Linked DNA regions of Mus musculus: all the other regions are linked to region 1. The links are chromatin contacts, called in public HiChIP or PLAC-seq and promoter capture Hi-C maps. All regions are on one chromosome and are shown on one strand. Each heading gives the region's core, a stretch centred on a gene start, on an enhancer-like site or on the middle of the called end of the contact. The rest is flanking DNA. Distances are from core to core; before and after follow the strand shown.

Region 1 (2,627 bases), core at 64-2,563:
TCAGAAGCCAAGAAGCAATGAAGAGAAGGAAAGAACAGGAGTGGGGCTGAGCTGGGGATACCCTCCCCCTGGGAGCTGCAACACCTCAGTTAGGAGGCTTCCTCTTAGAGCAGTGTGGTTCCTGGGCTTCTGTGTTTCAGGACGCCCTTCCAACTGAGCAAGAACACTTAGAGAAGGCCGCTGGGCCAAAGTCAAAGAAGAGTACAGAACACATCTGGTTGAGACCATCCAGGTGCTCAATCGCATTACCATATTTACTGCTAAATGACTTCATACGTCCTTTATTTATTTTTTCCTTTAAACAAGTAACTGGATACACGCTGGTAAATGCTACCTACCTATTTGACACATTTCGGTTCTGAATTCCTTTTTAACTTTTTCCTTCTGGGTTGAAGAGAGAATTCAAGGCCTTGCATATAACAATACACTTTTACTTTAAAACACCCAGTATGGGGAAGACTGGGACAAAATCAGGAGTTCAAATTCAGCCTGGGATACGATGAAATTTACACTCACTCTCTCTCTCTCTCTCTCTCTCTCTCTCTCTCTCTCTCTCTCTCTCTCTCCACACACACACACACACACACACACACACACACACACACACACAAAACAAAGCCAAATAAAAAGCTGGGCATGATAGGGTTTGCCTGTACTCCCTGCACTGGGGAAGCCGAGGCAGAAGGAGCACTATGGCCAGGCAGGCCAGCCTGGCAGTTAAGTTTGTGGTCTTAGGTTGGATTAAGTCTCTGTCGTGTTAAGATCAGTCCAGCTCCTTCTCTAAACTTCACAGGCCCAGAACACTGTGGAAGTCCCTTCTCCCACTACTGGTGAGACAGGCTGGGCCTCCTGAGCCTCAGAGTCTCAGGACGGTGGCGAGGGGCCGGGGGTGGGGGGAGGGAGGGAGCTCGACCCACACCTGGTCCCCTCGCCCAACTTCTGCCCGATGCCCAGATTCGGACATGCCCTGGGGGTTCCACACAACGCAAAAGGGGAGCACCAAGCCTGGAACCACCCTCCCAGCCGCGGAGAGCACGTCGACCCAAACACCGCAAGCCTTCGATCCGCGGAGAGCGCGCCTTGCTATCCGCGTGGGCCTGCGTGGACGCCAGGACCGCGAACACCCAGCTGGCACGCGCGTCCGGACAGCGGAGAAAGAAGCTCCGGCCACCCATAGGCCAGGGTCCTGCAGGGGGCGGGTTCCCATGGCAGATACGAGCTGTGGATTGGTGAAGCATCCGAACGGAGAGTTTGGATTGGTTGCTTCATGGGGCGTCCTCCGCGGAGAAGCGGCAAGGGCGGAGGGCGTGGCGGGCGCCTGGCCCTCCCTCCCCAGGAGTGCGGGCGCCCGCGGGAGGCCCCGTCGTCGCCGCCTGGGACCCTGGCCCAGCTACGCGGGTCGCTCGGGACGTGCGGCGGTGTGGAGTGAGGTAAAAAGGCTGTGGCCGGCTCGAGTGTCGCGGCGCCAAGACTCGAGTCGGGGCATTCCCCTCGTGCCCGGGGCTCCGCGTGGGGGACCCTGGGGGAGGCCCGCGGCCTGGAGGGCACAAAGGCTGGCCGCGATGGGGGCGCCTCGCGCGTTCGCCTCCATCTTGCGGACCGTGCCGGGTGGAGGCGAGCGGAGGGGCAGGCTGTGGAGGGCCAGCGCGGCCTGCAGAGCGCGTGGGGCCGCACCTCTGGCAGCCCCATGCAGCTGTGCGCGCGTCGACCTTGGTCGCGGAGAACCGGCGGGTCACAGCCACAGCCGCTCGCGTCTGGACGGCTGCTGCTTCCATGGCCCAGTGAACGCATCCGGAGGAGGAAAGCAAAGCGGCGCACTTTTTATCTCTAAGATCTACCCTTGTCATCTGTCACCTGTTAGCCAGTCTCAGCAGCCCGGGAGCACATGCCCCAAACTTAGTAATTTTATAATTACCATGTTTTATTCAATTAAAAATTAAAAAAATAATAATAAAAGCTAAAAACTCCCAGTGCCCGAGCAGAGTAGACCTTACTGGGAATTGATGGGGTCCGAGACAAGGAAAGAGGTAGTCTGGTATACAGCTTGCGACACTTTTTGCTTTGGGCTTGGTTCAAATACAAGCCACTACTCACCTAGTTCTCTCCAGCGGACTGGGTTAAATTCTGGATCACTTAGGAACAGTGGGTGTAAGGGAACCCAGCTTCACATCATCACAGAAGCTTTTAAAAACTTTTTCCCTACCCCCACAACTGAAAAACATACCCTTCTCTGGGCAGCCCATATGGGCCTGGGTTGGCAATGAAGTGGTTTCCCCGCCCCCTAACAGGATGAAAGGTCTGTAAGGGAAGGAAACCAAAAGAAAACAAGAACAAGTGAAGCCCAACGTTGAGGGAACCGGAACTTTTAAAAGCCTTTAAGTTGTTGGATTATTTTTACAGGTTAAGGAAGCAGCTGGGCTCTCTGAATCAATTCAGACTTTAGTCCCTTTCATACTACTAATTCAGGATAAATTCACGTGTGCCTTAGTTCTCTCATCTATAAAGTGGAATTTAGGCCCCAGCACGACAGGACAAAAAAACATGGCTAGGAAGAGTAATAGTGCCAATTCCAAGGTTTATAAAATACCTAAGATAAGAAGAAATACTTAGACCTACCAGAGCACTCG
Region 2 (2,627 bases), core at 87-2,586, 990 kb before region 1:
AATACCCACTTCTAGGAAACCCAACTCACTGTACTACATACAGTCAGACATATCCTATCATTACATCTGTTCCAGCCAAACTGCTAGGGAGTCAAATAGTTTTCCAATTAGAGCTCCCATTTATAAAACTCAATGCCCATCAAGACCTGCAGCATAAGTTATCACCTTCTTCTCCATATACCACAAACAGCGTATCATAATATCCCCTGCCCGCTGAACATGTATTAAGACTGACCTGAGTTTGAGAACCCGAAATTAAATCAATTAGAAAACAGAAGTAGCCCAATTTAATTCTTCGAAAGTAAAAGACGTCTCTATAAGGACCAAAAACCAAACTTGGTTAAAAAGGTATTTTAAGAAACACTTTGTAACTCTAATAGGCCAAAATTCTTTAAAAAAAAAAAAAAAAAAGTCACCCTAAGCCATACACGGACAGGCCAAGTAGCTAATTATAATGGTCAGGCAAAAGTTCCCAGACAACCCACAGGGAACAGGGAAGGCCTGTCTTTGTATCCCTGCAGACAGCAGTTAGCAAAACTGAAAGAAATAAAATAATTTAAACTACAATGCAAAACTGCACAATGCCGAGTTCTTCTTTGGTTTAGTATTCTCGGGCGGGGGGGTGGGGGGGCGGTGTTTTTATTCTAGAAGGCTCCAAGAGGGGTTCAGGCCTGGCTGAAAGGAGACAGGGAAAGTTTGGGCTCCGCGTCTACAAGGACTGATGGAAGTTGCTGGTCCCGGATTCCGGAGAGGGGCGAGGGGACTGGGGCGGCACCTGCGGACGCCGGCCGGGGCTGGGGCACAGCTGCCGGCCCGGATCCTGGGAGTGCCGAGAAGGAAGTGGTGGTGGCGGGGAGGATGAAGCTTCGGCTCGGTCACCGGCTCCGAAACTCTGTCAGCTCCAAGCCCCGAGGAGACGGAGGGGGTGGGGTCCCGCCGCCCCGCCGGTCACCGGGTCGGGGGAGGGTGGCCGCGAAGCGCGGGCCCGGCACCTACCTGCGGTCCCGGGCGGCAGCCCCAGACGAGGCCTAGTGCACCGCCGCCTCCATCCCTCCACGTCGCGCCGAGACTGCTGCTCCGCGGCCGCCGCCGCCCTGCGCGCCGGGTCCGAGCCCGGTTCCCGCCTCCGCCCCGCGCCTGCTGGCCGGCGGGCCCGGGAGCACAGGGCCGCCCTCTCGAGCCCAGCGCCGCTCGGGGGCAGAGCGGCCGCGGCGGGCCCCTCACGTCTCGCCCGGGTGTCCTGTCAGCCAGCAGTCTCCCCCGGGTCCGCAGCGCCGCCTCCGCCGCTGCTGCCGCCGCCTCTCCCACATCCCCGGCCTCCAGGGGAGCCGCCGCCGCGCCGCGACCACCGCCCCCGGCGCCTCAGCTCCCCACGCCGCCGCCCGCCTCACGCCACCGGCCCGGCGCGGCTGGGTCCGCGGAGAGCGTGCAGCAGGCCGCCGCCGCCGCCAGGCCGCCGCAGCCCCCAGCCCACAATCCACCGCGGCGTCGCCGGGGCGGGAGGGCCGCGGCCAGACCGGGAGTCGCCGCGCAGCTCCGACAGGGCCTGGCGCGGCCGCCGCAGAGCTAGCGACCCCAGAGCGGGGACGACCCCGCGTGGCTGCCCCGTGCCTCCCCCTGTCGTCCTCGTAAAGGCAGGAGTCGTCTCGGATCTGCGCTCCAGCTCGCACGGTTCCCCCCCCCCGCCCAGGTTGTCCAAAGAAGCCGAGCGTTGCCTTCCGCCTTCCCTGGCGAGCGGGCGGGAGCGGACCCCTCGCCCCCCAGACCAACTGACTCCCGGCCGCTTACACCCACTAAAGCCCTAGCTTCCGCCTGCCCTGACTCCCTCAGCCCCTCATAGTAAACAAACATGGCTCCGTCTCCAAAATTAATGCCTTTCAAAGGTGAAAGGTCAACTCCAGATACCCCACTGGCCTCCAGCACTTAAGGCCTTTTGAGGCTACCCTGTCCCCCCAGTTCCTGGCTTCCAATCACCTGTCACATTTCTCAGGCGCATAAGTCAGTTGTCCCTGCCCTTTAAAAATCTGAAAAACTTGGGTGTGTGTGCTTATTATTAAAATCTATTTGTGATTCCTAACAGCATTTCCAATTAGGCTGAGTTCAGAGAGAATTGTGATCTTACTAGTAAAATTACCATCTGCAAGATAGGGTGTCTTAGACTACAATATGTTTATAAGTCTCCAATCACCTTTGGTTGATTCAGGAGTCTTGAGACTCAGAGCCACCAAGGTCTGGAAAAATAAGAAAAAAAGTCTTAATTACTTGAGGGTCTTTCTTAACTTTATGAAGATTTTATTCCATTTTGGAACTGTTTAGCCTACAAATAAGTTTCATGCATTTCAAAAGTCTGTTTTACAAAGCAAAAGTGAAAATGTAACTCAGTAGTTAACTGGAAAAAGAAACTGATGCAAGTCTTGGTCTTAGTAAGTCATTGAAAATTGCTAACAGCTTTTGTTAATTTACTCACCAAAAAGGTATGGTTGGTCAGGCAGTGGTGGCGCATGCCTTTAATCCTAGCACTTGGGAGGCAGAGGCAGGCAGATTTCTGAGTTTTGAGGCCAGCCTGGCCAGCCTGGTCTACAGAGTTCCAGGGCAGCCAGGGCTACACAGAGAAGCCCTGTCTAAAA
Region 3 (2,627 bases), core at 76-2,575, 930 kb before region 1:
CCCCCTTATATCCGTGTGTGTGTGTCTAATCTCCTTTTTGTTTGGCTTTTGCTTTTGTTTTTTATTTGTTTTATTTTGAGACAGGGTCTCACTATGTTGCCCTGGTTGTCCCGAAACTTGCTGTGTAGATCAGGCTGGTCTTGAACTCACAGCAATCCAACTGCCTCCGCCTCCCAAGTGCTGAGATTAAATGCATGTGCCACATGCTGAGCTACATATTCCTAAATATAGCCTGCTTAATCTGCATGTTACTTGCACGTATGTTTCAGGGCTGATCATTTGTATTCAGAAGACTACTTCTTCCACTCTGAGGCTTTCTTTTCAAAGCTATTTTTGTTCTGAAGTTATTTGTATTTCCTCCTACTTTTGCTTTAATTGTATTTTTTTTTTGAAGTTTGGTATTCATTTATAAACACAAGTTCACTCATACTTATGTCTACCCAACACTGAAATCACTAACTAGGTCCTCAGTCTGTCACATTCCTAGAATTGCTGTTAAGAGTGAAGAGACAACCGGGCGTGGTGGCGCTCGCCTTTAATCCCAGCACTCGGGAGGCAGAGGCAGGCGGATTTCTGAGTTGGAGGCCAGCCTGGTCTACAAAGTGAGTTCCAGGACAGCCAGGGCTACACAGAGAAACCCTGTCTCGAAAAAAAAAAAAAAAAAAACAGAAAAAAAAAAAAAAAAGAGTGAAGCGGCTGGGGTGGCAAACGGCCTGAAGGCCAAGGTGAAACATTCTTGTTCTTTATACTTGTTGTGTGGCAGAGGCCACAGTACTGACCCAGGATGGAGGTAGAGAGTGGAGGAGAAGAGACAGGATTCTGGAAATGAGGCTACTGGGCGTCATCACCTTATTCTTGTCTTTGTGTGAGCAAGACCTTTCTCTATCTTCCAAGAATTTTTTTTTTAATGCCTTGCTGCCTGGTTTTATTCTTTCTGGGTTTGGGGTAACAGAATGGATGGTACTTTTGTCAAATACCCGCACAGTATCTGGCAGCCTCTGGAGGAAACCTGGTAAGTTTTTTCTCTGAAAATAGCTACATCTGTGAAGTATCTGACCGGAAGCAGAGTAGCAAGGAAAAAAAAAAAAAGCCACTGCAATGTATATATGCTACAGCTGTCAGCTAAAGAACGAACCATCAGATAGCCAATGAAAGGAGGCGAGAGATTCATACTCCATTTTCAGAAGGAAGATGGACAAGTTAGCAATCTGGGACAGATGAGGAGATCCTCCCAACAGATGAGACACACAGTGGTCTGCTGCAAACACTGTAGGTGTAGTGTACACACGGCTTGTTTCCGTGATGACGAGAAACTCCCAGAGAGGAACCTATTCCCCTTGAGTTCCTTTTAGAAAACCTGTCCTTGGGCAGATAAGGAAGCTCAGAAAGAGCCATTCCCTGAATCTGCTGACTTTCAGATTTTATCTTAAGATCATCAACACACCCAAGCAGCAAATTTGAGGGTGTCATGTCCCTAATTCCTTCACTTTGGTTTTTCTCAGCCATGCAAACTTGCTTCTTTTGGACATACTAACCGCACCAAGCAGGTAGGCTACAAATAAACAAAAAAAAAGTATTTATTTGACAAAATTATCCCAGTGCTGGGATCCTGACTCTGGTGCTCCTGCAGGGAGCCAGAATCGAGCTTAGAGCTGCTGTCTCCCAAGTTGTCAACCTGTATTCTCTTTCAGTCTTCTCATGTGTCAAAGCCTTGCTAGTGCTGTAGAGAATAAGGACACACAGAACTAGAAAGGCTAAGGCAGTAGAAAACCAGTCAGTATTTACCTAAGATTACAATGAGCTAATGTGAGCTTCTGCTGCTGAGTGGTGAAGGACATCCTTGATTCTGGAGATGACAGTTTCTCGTGGGTACCCTTCAATGGGTGACTTTCTGTTTAACTCTACTCAGTGCTTGTAGTTTACATTTCTGCTTCTACTCCCGGCTCAGGGAACGGCAGGCAGTGAGGTTGTATGCACATTAATTTTGAATGTAGGATTTAAGTGTTCAATGACCTTGTTGAAAACCCCTTGTTGCTAATGTGTTACAGCAGGTGGCAGCCTTTCCCTGAGAGAGGGGAAGAGCCAATGCAAAACTGGCTTTGGTTTCAATAGTTTAGTGTTTGTCTTCCTCTGATACAAGCATCAAGTCTTGAAGTGGTGGATTTATTAAAGAAGAGAGGTGTACAGGAGCCTGGACCCTGGCATGGTGATATGTGTGTATCTTCCAGAGATGGCCGCAGAGACACTGTCTCTAAGGAGTTAGTCAGATGCCCTAGGAGAATCTGGCCAAGTGAAGACACTACCAAACATGGTGGGCACAGGTGTCAGCATGAGGTTCAGAAAATGGCTCTGAGCTAGACACAGGACAACACAGAACTTCCCCAGAGACTTGGAACATAAATCATTAGCCGTGTACTGAAAATGCATCTGATAGCAGAAGTACCCCCCTTTTCATTACAGATCTGTAAACAGCCGTGTAAACTAATCTGCTAAATTAGAAAGTACAGTGAGTTATTTGGACACAGATTTGCAAAGTTCTTAGTAAAAAGTCAGACGTGGTGGAGAATCTTGGTGGAGACGCTAGAAACCTGATGCTCAGTTTTCTTACTGGCAGGATCACCATTTGT
Region 4 (2,627 bases), core at 92-2,591, 900 kb before region 1:
TGGGAGATACTCGCATCATCTGTAAGAGCAGCAAGTGCTCTTAACCACTGAGTCATCTGTCCTGTCCCTGAATGTCTTTTTTTTTTTTTTTTTTAAAGATTTATTTATTATATTTATGAGTACACTGTAGCTGTTTTCAGACGCACCAGAAGAGAGCATCAGATGGTTGAGAGCCACCATGTGGTTGCTGGGAATTGAACTCATGACCTCTGGAAGAGCAGTTGGTGCTCTTAACCGCTGAGCCATCTCTCCAGCCCCTGGATGTCTTTAATACGGAAGAGTAAGCATAGTGCCAAGTGCAGAAGCACTATTTAAAGTGCTTGAACAAAAGCACCCAACTTGGGATTCTATTTCCCCGAGGTTTAAAAATTTGAGTTTCATAGTTAAGTGAACCGTCTTATGTTTTCTTTTCTTAGCTGATCGGAGAGAAAGTTCAGGACACAGAATCTTTATCATCATGAGTATAATTCAGGAAGCTCAGCTGCCAACTCTAACAAGCCTAACCTCAAAAAGGCTTTTATGTTGCCGCTGCTATGATGTCTTCTAAGAGAAACAGATATTTAGTGTTACATTAAATAGAACATCCTATACATTTCACAAGACTATGTCAGAAGCTGGGGGCTGTTTAGTCAGGGATAGGCTTCCCATTCTCAAATGTGTGAAAAGGAACCCACACAGACAAATTCGCATAGCTATTTTGAAAAGTATTTACTTAGTTTGAATAAATTAATTGCAAATAAAAATTAAGCTACAATATAGAGCCTCAACAGAAATGACAAAACACAACACAGGACTTGGTTTCCTTGCATTGGTCACAAAGTTTGTAACCAGAAAACTTCAAATCAACGAAATTTCCTTGAAAAAAGGGTAATAACCAGCAGCTACTGATACATCACAGATAACTTATAATACAGATCTTGACATGCATTTCCTGAGTGAACCCAAATGATAATTTTCAAAACAAGAAAAATTGACAATAAAATAAAATAGTTCATGGCTTCTAAGTGACTTTTTTTGTTTTAATTTTTTAAAATCAAAACGTTAATGTAGTAAGATAAATTAAAGCTATACTACCACATACAAAAATTTGACAGTAGTCAATTATTATACAATTTTTCAAACTTAAGGAAAAGAAGTCAAAGGACTGAAAGATGATTCCGTCTAATCTACAGTGTGCTGATTTCTACAAGTGTTGAAAGGGTTTGGTGTAGTGCAACTGTCTGTACTTCTGGTGCATTTAAAAAGGCTACGGTGAGAAGAAACTGTCCTGCACAGCACATATGGAGGAAGAGAACAGCAGCCCCTGCGGTGTGTCCTCACTTTCATCCGCTAAGCAAACATTTCCATGAGTCACACTGAGGCCAGCTCCTGAGGAGTCAAGCCCACAGTTAAGGCTGGTCTGCTGGGCTACAAAGGGAGGTACCATTGCAGCCAACCCTTTACAGCTCTAGATGTTCTAATGCCTGGAATAATCCAAATACAGAATAATTAACAAAACACTTTTTATTTAATTTTTCTAGAGCAAATCAAGTAATTTTCTTGTTAATTTCTTCACTTTCTCATAGGATTTTTTTCTTTTTTCTTTTCTTTTTTCTTTTTTTTCTTTTTTTTTTTAGAAACAGTGAACAGATGAACCACAGTTTATATCCAAAAAAATAAACTTGCCAAATGTTGCTGGCACTAAAAACAGATCAGTTATCATGGGAGAAAAATAGATCATCTAGATTAAATTGCATATTCAAAGGAGCATATAAAACGTTTCTTAGCATTAACTTTTGTTCTAGTACTACACTTGAGAGAAAGATTAAGGAAAAAAACCATTTTCTGGTTAACGTCAATATGGTTAAAAACAAACACCTTTTAGACAATGGTAATTAATATGAATCTGGTTTTATGAAATATTCTGGTTTTATGAAATATCCCCTAATTATGGGGCTGGGGGGGGGGGAAGCTCTCCTGTCTTTCTCCTTAACTTTGCAAACCTTTGAGCCTTGTGCTCACTACCCTACCACTCACACCAAATGTGTGACACCATCATTACCATGCTAGCCTATCACAACATTCTAAGGTACTTTCTATGATAAAGATAAATAGAAAAATTAATATACATGTTGCTGTATTTTACAATGTCTGCAACAAATTGTAAACTAACATAGTTTGAACCAACAGACCCTCAGTTCTACAGCACAACCTCTCAACACTGAGGGTGGGCGGTGATTCAAGAACACTAAACAAAGGAAGGCATCAAATTAAACTATGTCTTTTTTTTCTCAAAATAGATTTTCAAAACTCAGAGTTCAGAAGTCTGGAACTTTCAAAAATTCCTTTGCTTGAGTTTCCCAGATTTTTCTCAGAAATTGCTTATAAATATTTAAAAAATTCTTCATCTTAATGCAAATGACCAGAGCAGAGAAACTTACATGGACAAGGGGTCGGTTAGCAAACCCAATCACTTAGCTTATAAACTTACAATGCAGTCCTGGAGGACAGCTGCTAGTCTAAAGGTCCTTGGAAAATAAGTCTGATATAGCCTTGTTCACCAGCCAACTGATGTGCACAGAAGGGGCAGGCTGCATGAAAAGTGTGCGTACCATGAGGAAGTGGGATCTGGGACCAGTAAGCCGTTG

Evidence for each region. Promoter capture Hi-C pulls out the DNA fragments that hold promoters and counts their contacts. HiChIP or PLAC-seq counts read pairs in DNA pulled down with a chosen protein or histone mark.
Region 2: a contact with region 1 is called in an H3K27ac HiChIP or PLAC-seq map of double positive thymocytes, with 5 times the contacts expected there. The contact joins the promoter of Vps54 here to the promoter of Cep68 in region 1. A contact is called at or near these places in 9 of 39 promoter capture datasets (the 3T3-L1 cell line, the HPC-7 cell line, cranial neural crest and 5 more) and 7 of 115 datasets of contacts at active chromatin or transcription factors (astrocytes, double positive thymocytes, embryonic stem cells and 3 more).
Region 3: a contact with region 1 is called in a promoter capture Hi-C map of pre-B cells, with 5 times the contacts expected there. The contact joins the enhancer-like site here to the promoter of Cep68 in region 1. A contact is called at or near these places in 3 of 39 promoter capture datasets (hippocampal neurons, liver and pre-B cells), 3 of 115 datasets of contacts at active chromatin or transcription factors (large pre-B cells, pro-B cells and thymic regulatory T cells) and 1 of 9 other capture datasets (embryonic stem cells).
Region 4: a promoter capture Hi-C map of hippocampal neurons shows a contact between it and region 1, with 2.6 times the contacts expected there. The contact joins the enhancer-like site here to the promoter of Cep68 in region 1. A contact is called at or near these places in 3 of 39 promoter capture datasets (the HPC-7 cell line, hippocampal neurons and liver) and 1 of 115 datasets of contacts at active chromatin or transcription factors (astrocytes).

What each region holds. Positions count from the first base shown.
Region 1 is chr11:20,248,110-20,250,736 of GRCm38.p6, reverse strand. Cep68 (centrosomal protein 68) reads left to right here and starts at 1,313. Exons shown (of 7, transcript NM_172260.3): 1 at 1,313-1,430.
Region 2 is chr11:21,237,741-21,240,367 of GRCm38.p6, reverse strand. It overlaps Vps54 (VPS54 GARP complex subunit), which reads right to left and starts at 1,336. Exons shown (of 23, transcript NM_139061.5): 1 at 997-1,336.
Region 3 is chr11:21,177,974-21,180,600 of GRCm38.p6, reverse strand. No RefSeq gene overlaps it. Among named protein-coding and RNA genes, the nearest start is that of Vps54, 60 kb to the left of the region's middle. Within about 2 kb of position 1,325, at least 76 of the 459 cell types and tissues checked have an H3K27ac peak or open chromatin away from gene starts, as enhancers often do. A contact at or near this core is called in pre-B cells, pro-B cells and thymic regulatory T cells, where this site is marked.
Region 4 is chr11:21,148,390-21,151,016 of GRCm38.p6, reverse strand. It overlaps Peli1 (pellino 1), which reads right to left. Exons shown (of 7, transcript NM_023324.2): 7 at 690-2,627. The coding sequence ends at 2,494. Among named protein-coding and RNA genes, the nearest start is that of Peli1, 58 kb to the right of the region's middle. Within about 2 kb of position 1,341, at least 17 of the 459 cell types and tissues checked have an H3K27ac peak or open chromatin away from gene starts, as enhancers often do. A contact at or near this core is called in hippocampal neurons, where this site is marked.